Linked DNA regions of Mus musculus: region 2 is linked to region 1. The links are chromatin contacts, called in public Hi-C maps. All regions are on one chromosome and are shown on one strand. Each heading gives the region's core, a stretch centred on a gene start, on an enhancer-like site or on the middle of the called end of the contact. The rest is flanking DNA. Distances are from core to core; before and after follow the strand shown. Region 1 holds the start of Crb2 (crumbs family member 2). Region 2 has its middle 20 kb from the start of Strbp.

Region 1 (4,232 bases), core at 987-3,486:
AGAAGTACTCAGGCATTTGAATTGTGACAGGACACACTCCTTATCTTGTGGCCTTGAAAGCTGTCTGCCACATTCCAGGATTCTATGGGTAGAAGCAAATTTCTTATTTCATTATGTTCCCCAGTGTAGCCAATAAATTTATTTCCAATTTGAAATCCATATAGCTTAAAATTACTTTCTCATTTTTAATTTAACTAGCACTTGCTTGGCTGTTTCAAACACTTTAATCCTTAAACACAGTTTATCCATAAGACAGTTCCACCTAGCTGGAGAAACCCTGTCTCAAAAAGCCCTAAATAAATAAATAAATAAATAAACAAATGAAAAAAAAAAAAGACAGTTCCACCTAGTGAGGGCTATTATTTTTTCTTTCTTTCTTTCTTTCTTTCTTTCTTTCTTTCTTTCTTTCTTTCTTTCTTTCTTTCTTTCCTCCTCCTCCTCCTCCTCCTCCTCCTCCTCCTCCTCCTCCTCCTCCTCCTCCTTCTCCTCCTCCTCCACCTTTTTTTAACTTGGAAGTTAATGAGGCTCAGAGACATTAAGAGACTTAGTGACTTACAGAGCTGGAAAGTGGATGCTGGGGATTTGAATTGGTATCTATGCCCTCACCACTGTATTCCTCTCTGATGTGTTAGTTCTACCAAGTCAACCACTAGCAGTCAGTTCCATGCTCTCAGATGTATCCCTGAATTCCTTGACCTCCTATGACAATCCAAGCTCCAGGCGCGCTCTGTCCACTGCATTCTTCAAAGGACCACCAGGTGGCAGCTTCGGGATTAGTGCTTGGGGGTGGGCTCCTGGGTGAACCAGTCCCTGTCTGTTGCCTGGCTCCTCTTCACAGCCCACTCCCCTGTCTCCCATCCCTGTAGCTACCCCCCAGGGTCCTGCTATTTAATATTCTTGGCGCCATTCATATTCCTGGAGCAAAGCACAACTGCCCTGTAAAGTCTCACGAGGCTGGAGCTGTTACTCCTATTTTACAGATGACAGACACAATAGACTGAGAGCGAGTAAACTCCGTGTCATTCAGGCATGTTAGGTGCCTATATGTTTAGCTGTGCTCCCCCAAGAGTGGAGCATGACTTCCTCAAGATTAGCGATGGGAGTTCCAGGTCAAGAGACAACTGGAGTGGGTGTCCCAGAAAACAGGGCAGGCCTCTAATTCTGGAGAGGCTACAGGGCTGGTTAGCCAGGCCTATGGTTTCAGTCTCTTCCTGAGCTCTGGGGACCCAGGGGAACCAGCAGCCCTCTGGCTGGCTACCGATACCCTGTGATGCTCATTGTCTCACCTGATGTTTCTCCAAGGACATGCCATAGCCCCCAATTGCTACTTTGCCAGACACAGCAGAGTCCAGAGCCTTCAGGGACAGAATCCACCATCACTGACCTGGGCCAGACATTGTCATCTGCCAGGGGCTCATTTCAAGAAGGTAGTTCCCTTTAAAATAAGATGCTGCCCCACTTGGGGCAGCAGGCCATGGAAGAAGAGATGCTTTTTTATGTGCCAGTGTGTTTTGAGATGATGAGAACTCCTGGCTCCACCCAGTGCAACATGTGACTGTGAGGTTAGACAAAGAGAAGGACTTTTCAGGAAGAAGGGTGGGAACAGCATCGGAGCACTATTTTCGGTAGAGCAGCCACTCAGCGGAAAGGTCCGCCTTGGACAGCAGGGACATTTCTAAAGTTGCAAACACCAGAGACAAAGATCAAGGGCAAATGGGGAGACGAAAGGGCTCCGTTTGGCTGGTGAGGGGGTGGGAAGGATAGAAGGGAGTCAGGGGGCACGTGCTCTGGGGCCCAGTTACTACCTTACTGATAGTCACAAGAACAGGATCTGTGTGGCTGGGTAGGACCTAGTGGGCAGCGAGGACAGGAGCCCCTGTGATAGGAGGGGAGGAGCCTTGTTATCTCAGGTGTGGAAGGGGCAGGTTAAGTGAGGACGGATGGGAGCGCTTCTGAGCTCAAGCAAGGCAGGCCTGAAACTGCGGGGTAGTCGGACAAGCCCCAGGAATCTTGGCTGGCCCCATGGACTGGACCGCCTGGCAAGAGGGCTTGTGCACTGAGACCCAGGGTCAGGCCCAGGGCCTTGCCTGGATGGAGCTGAGGCCTCCGAAGGGGCTGGTGTTTGTGAGGAGCGGTGGGTCAGACCCTCCGGGAGGATCCTGTCCGGGGAGGAGCAGTGGGAGGCGGGGCGGAGGGGGAGGGCTGGAGGAGGGGCCGGGCCTCTGTCCACCTCGTCAGTGCTGGTTGGAGGGACGCAGGGGCGCGGAGCCCGCCGAGCAGAGGGTTCCCGCAGGCAGGCAGGCAGGCAGGCAGGCAGAGCCGGCTGCCATGGCGCTGGTGGGGCCTAGGATTTGGGGCCCTAGACGAGATATTTACCCCCTGTTGCTGCTACTGCTACTGCTGCTGCTGCTGCTGCTGCCTTGGGTCCCGGCTGGTGAGTGTGGCTGGGCCTGGGGGTGAGCGTGGCTGGGCTGGCCTGAGAGAATGGTGATGCTAGAGGCAAGAGTGTCCCGGGCCCTAGACAGTGTGGGGACAGTGCGGGTGTCTTGGGACTCACTTGGAGAGCTCGGAGTGTTCTGGAGGCTTCAGACTGAGGAGTCTATGCGGTGGGGCCAGGAGGATGAGGGCTGGTGTGGTCTGTAGAAGCCAGTCTGGGAGAGCTGGTGTGGTGTGGCGTAGTGTGTTGAGGGAAAAGCTGGGAATCTTGGTGTGAGGAGCCACTTAGGGAAAGCGTGCCGGGATAGATGGAAATGCGTGAATTGGAGAAGTTTCAGCAAACTCAGGCAATCTCCATAGAGTCTGCCGGAGTCACGTGTTGACCTGGGATGCAGGTGACATGTAAAGTTGCCCGGTGGGTGGACGTTCTGTTTGAGGGGATTGATTGTTGAGAGTTGTGTCCTCGCTGAACTAGCTGTAAGTTGTCCGGCATGTTCAACTGGCCTTTCCTGGCAACGGGAGGTGTGGGTGTGGGTGGGGCTAGATTAAGATAGGGGAGGGGGAAGAGAACCAGGGTTAGGGGAGAGCTTGCCCTCATTGCTCCCTTCTATGGGTCCTCTGCCAGCACTTGAGGGGCAACCGGTAGAGCTGTTCCGGGTCTTTGGAATGGCTAGGGATTCGGGATCATACGTGTGTGTCCCTGCAGCAGGTTTCTGGCATTCCTCAACTATGCTGGAAGGGCTCCCTGAAGCCAGCCCAGGCAGCCAGTACATTGGCTTTGTCCAAGTGCATTCAACACTGAGCCTGGAATTCCTACTGGGGGGTCTGGAGGACGCTTTGGCTTGGTCACTATAGTTACGAGGGCAGTAGGGAGGGCCCGGCTTCCCCTGCAATAGGTGAACCCCACCAGTGGCATTCCCCCTGCCTGCCTACAAAGCCGTTATTGCCTCTTCTCTGTGGAAAGGGGGAGGATGAGGACCCTGGGTACAGCGAGGACCTGTTTTAGGGAGGAAACCAAATGAAGGTTGAGGAGGGAAGGGACCTAGAAGAAGCTGGTACCTGAGGCAAATGAGGGTGGAGAAACCAGGCAACTCCAGGCTGTCTGTACATTAGGGCGTGAGGTTCTGGGCTGTGCACTTTGGATCTGTTCCACATGCAGTACACAGATGCCCATGGCAGCTGCACAGATGTGTGGCAGGGACTAGGGTACATACTACAACAGGACAGGTGTCCACAGGCACATGCCAGGTCTCCCCTGTGAGCTCACTGGTGAACTTGCTAATGAACCTACTGTGTATCATCATATACATAGCACATGGCTGCATTCACCCACTAGGTACACACCAGCAGGCCTGCATTGACTTATATGCACTTACACACATATGGTCTGTGAGATTGGCAAACAGTGGTGTATATTTCCCCAGAACTCCAACAGGCTCTCAGGGGCCATTGCCCCGGGAATTCTGTGTGCAGAGTCCATCTCTGGGGATCCCTGAAGCTAGAGTTGGGGGCTCTACAAGCACGATTACCCAGAGCTGACTGAGCAAAGGGCGGTGCTAGGGACTTTGTGACTTGAAAGCTAATTTCCATCCCAGAGGAGATGAAAGTTCTGGACCAGACCCGATGCCCTCCCTGCCAGGCTCTGAGCTGGGCCCCTCCATCCCAGCCACTCCACAGCAGAGGATTGCTGGTTGCTATGGAGAGGATAAGGCATCTTGGACTACAATGGAACATGTCGAGTTGTTCCCACCCCCACCCCTTCCCTGAACACCCAGGGAGTGCAGTGCACAAAGGGG
Region 2 (4,079 bases), core at 730-3,229, 53 kb before region 1:
ACAAAACAAATAAATGAACATATAAGTAAATAACTACTAAAATATATGATTTATCAGCAATTTTGGTATCTGATAAATCAATATGTTCATCCTTATTAACCTATTATTAGTAACTACCATTCTCTGAGCTTTAAGGCTGGAAGGCTAAGCTGGAGAGATTATTCAGCAATTAAGAGACCTTCCAGAAGCCACTTGTTTGATTCCTAGTACTATCCTCAGCTCACAAACACCTAACTCCAGTTACAGGGGATCTGATACTTCCAGCCTTAAGGGCACTTGCACTCACCTGCACATACCCCTCAATATACATAATTTAAAATTCTTTAAACATTTAAAATGCCCATATACATAAAAGTAAATAAGTAGGCCATGAGGTTTGTGGTGCAAGCATTTAATCCCCAGAGGGGACTGAGATTGGGAGACAGAGGCAGGAGGACCTCTGTGAATTCGAGGCCAGCCTGATCTACAGAGTGAGTTCCAGGAAAGCTAAGGCTACACAGAGAAACCCTGTCTCAAAACAACAAAAACAATATTAATAATTTTAAAAATGAAAGCAAAACACACCCTAGAAGGTCCTGTGAAAGCTTTTAGCATTCGTGCCTAGGTTTGTAGTAGGCTCTATTTCTGTTTGTTTGTTTGTTTGTTTTGGTCTTTTTGTCTGGTTGGTTCGATTTTTCTAAAGGTTTGTTTGTTTATTTATTTATTTATTTATTTATTTATTTATTTATTTATTTTATGTATATGAGTACACTGTTACTCTCTTAAACAGAGTTTTAAGTTTAAACACGCCGGAAGAGGGCATTGGATCCCATTACAGATGGTTGTAAGCCACCATGTAGTTGCTGGGAATTGAACTCTGGCCCTCTGGAAGAGCAGTTAGTGCTCTTAACTTGTTGGGCCACCTCTCCAGCCCTTTGGTTTGGGTTTTCCTGGCTGTCCTGGAACTCACTATGTAGACCAAGTTGGCTTTGAACTCACAGAGATCCACCTGCCTCTGCCTCTGAGTGCTAGGATTGTAGGAATGTACCAACACTGCCAGGCTTTGGCTCAGTTTCTAAGTCATTCAATGCAGTGTGACCATCTCTGAGCCTCAGCTCACAGTAAAATAGGGATGATATTGGGAAACATCTTACAGAATCATCACAAGGCAGCATTAGTTGGGTGTGTAAGAGATCAACAAACATCAGTTTCAATGAACTTGTGCAGCCAGGTGGTAGTGGTACATGCCTTTAATCCAAGCACTGAGAGGCAGAGGCAGGTGGATCTCTGTGAGTTTGAGGCCAGCCTGGTCTATACAGTGAGTTCCAGGATAGCCAGAGCTATGTAGAGACACTGTCCAGGAAATAAAAAACAAAAACAAACAAACAAACAAAAAAGAAAACATTGTGCCACATCTTACAGATTAGGAAATTTAGGCTTAGTGTTGTTGATGTGATCTAGCTTCGGTTCTGCATACAATGTTAGCATAAATAAGACTTTCCTTCTCTGCTCTGTGTACCTGAGGACTACGTAGACACCTGGAACTTTTCAGTCTTTTGAACTCTGGGTGTGCTCTTCTGGAGACTTCCACTGACTCCCACCTTCACCCCTTTTCCTCCCACATCAAACTGCATTTGCCATGACCGACCTCTCTTCCCTCACTGCAGCTGGTCGCAGTTCTGGCTAACGTCTCAGTGCGTAGTATCTGCGCATGCTCCAGGAGTACCTTGTGATAGCATGTAAGAGCACAGGTTCAACATTCTCGCACTTCAGCGAATGAATCGCTGTGGTAAATGGCTTTATCCCCCGATCTTTAATTTCTTCAAATTAAACCTCAACCTGCCATACTTTGCAAGGTTCATGAAGACTTGCAAGCGCATGTAAGATGTCTGCTATGGCTGCCTCATACACCAAGCATTCATAGTAAATGCTCGGATCTCCCTGATGCTGTTAGCCTTGTCAGCTGGCAAGAAGAGGCCAAAGCTCCTACATGAGGAAGCTCAAAGGTGGAGTCTAGTGGGCAGGGAAGCAGCTTGGCAGCTGGGGTGAGAGTGAAGAGGACTCAGGGGAAACAGAGATCAAAGGCTAAATTATGTAGATTATTCCTTTGTTCCTTGTAGTTTGCACTTGCCTTGGTGCCTCCTGGGGCAGGAGGGCAGCAAACGCACTCCATAAGCACTCTAATGCACAAACACATACATATGCATTTGGCTGCCACCCTAGATACACAAGTATACCTTGCTATACCACAAACATACACACCAACACGGGTGTATAGGCTTGTTAACATGTGTGCATGTACACTTTAAACACAAACTCATCTTTGTGCACAGGCAGTCATGCAGAAGATCATATGCACGTGAACGAATGCAAGCATACAACAGTACAGGTTTGGCAAGCAGAGACGCATGCACGTGTGTGTGCACAATCACAAGCCCACACGAGTGTGCATACAAATGCTTGTCCCACATGTACAGGCACACCCTTTTAATCCTTAGCTCTAAATAGAAGCATAAGCCGAAACATATGTGCCTCTCTGTCGTTAGGCGACAGGAGGTTTCAGAAAGACAGCCTTGCAAAGGAAAAGCAAAATTGGCAGGGGTTCTAAGCACTGCAGGAAAGATTAAGGGATAGATGGCATCCTCGGGGAGGGGGCGGGTTACAGGAGATAAGATGCTGTCTCTTAGGAAGGAAGGACAACCCTGGACCCACTAATCACTCACCCATATCCACACTCACCCAAGCTTTATACCTGCCCCTCTCCACTATGGCTAGTCAGTACCAAATAAGCTTCAGTTTAAGAAGTGAACACCTCTAACAGGCCAGGCCTCGTTCTTAACCTCCTAGTTTAACTTTCAACAATACAGCAGATATTATTTTATTGTTATTACTACTTAGTCTGGTTAAACCCAGAGTCCTTACCCTCTCCCAGATGATGGGACCCTCAGAATTCAGCTTGGCCTTCACCTGAGTCAATGCCGGGTGGGGATTGTCTCCATTCGGGTGCTACCACCAGTTTCCCTTCTGACTGTCTCTCTTCTCTTTACAGACTCTGCTATTCTCTCTTTGCCTGCCTCTGACTTAGAGGTTCTTAGCCTCATCCACAGGCTGGCACCCTCTCCTCACTCACTCACTAACTCATTCCTCACTCACTCACTTGTAAAACGTTGACTCATACCCCGTGCTTTATGCTAGAGAACAGTAAAAAATGGCTGAGAGGTACAGAGGGGCAGAGGTCAAGTTCAAGACCGGCCTCCTTGGGAAAATACTCTGTCCTTTGGCTCTGTTGAGGTATAATTAACACTTGATAACTAACTGCACATGTACACCATGGAACAGAATGGAGCAGACTGGGGGTGGGGCGCAGAGAGGGAAGGCTGTGTTAGGGAGAAGATACCATCCTCCAACTCAGATTCTGAAATGAGAAAAAGCAGCTTTCAAATGAGAAACTCTTTTGTTTTAATTTTTAGATTTACTTATTTTACTTCATGTTATAAATGTTCTGCTTGCACACACTTGTGTGTGCCAAGTGTATGCCTGCTAGATCCCCTTGGAACTGGGATTACAGATGGTTGTGAACCACCACACGTGCTGGGAATCGAACCCAGGCTGTCTGCAAAACCAAGTTCTCAAGTTATCTCTCCTGCCGTCCAAATGAGGAGGTCAAAATGGCAAATAAATAAATAAATAAATAAATAAAATTTAATTTAAAAAATGCAATTTTGGGAAGTGAGAAAGAAAAGGCCATTTCCGGGATTAATTTTATGGTCAGCCTTCCCTGGGCCCAGTCTATAGGGTCAAGCCAGTCCTCTTGGTCTGGGTGTCTCCCAGCCTCCTTTACCCCTGGATTCTGGGATGCAGGCTAGGGAAACATTCCTCATAGACCAAAAGAGCAGAACTCTGTCCCCCAGAAGCTCCTGCAACCGTTTATACTAGAGGCACGTTCTCCACACTCAGAGCCTCTAGCTAACTGACTCAAGTTCTCCATCTCAGACTCCCCACCCCTCCACCAAGACAAGGTTTCACTGTGTAGCCCTGGCTATTCTGGAACACACCTGGAAGAATGCTGAAGTATTCTTTTAAACAATTCTTTACTTGTT

What was found. Hi-C and Micro-C count contacts between places; a contact is called where the count stands out from the background.
Region 2: a Hi-C map of rod photoreceptor shows a contact between it and region 1, with 2.2 times the contacts expected there. The contact joins the enhancer-like site here to the promoter of Crb2 in region 1. A contact is called at or near these places in 3 of 39 promoter capture datasets (the HPC-7 cell line, embryonic stem cells and hippocampal neurons), 2 of 15 datasets of contacts at CTCF or cohesin (the NIH/3T3 cell line and pro-B cells), 24 of 484 Hi-C or Micro-C datasets (the AML12 cell line, CD4 T cells, the G1E-ER4 cell line and 19 more), 7 of 115 datasets of contacts at active chromatin or transcription factors (double positive thymocytes, embryonic stem cells, large pre-B cells and 3 more) and 2 of 9 other capture datasets (adipose tissue and liver).

The regions. Positions count from the first base shown.
Region 1 is chr2:37,774,013-37,778,244 of GRCm38.p6, forward strand. Crb2 (crumbs family member 2) reads left to right here and starts at 2,237. Exons shown (of 13, transcript NM_001163566.1): 1 at 2,237-2,434. The coding sequence starts at 2,329.
Region 2 is chr2:37,721,217-37,725,295 of GRCm38.p6, forward strand. No RefSeq gene overlaps it. Among named protein-coding and RNA genes, the nearest start is that of Strbp, 20 kb to the left of the region's middle. Within about 2 kb of position 1,980, at least 24 of the 459 cell types and tissues checked have an H3K27ac peak or open chromatin away from gene starts, as enhancers often do. A contact at or near this core is called in brain, cortical neurons, double positive thymocytes and 2 more, where this site is marked.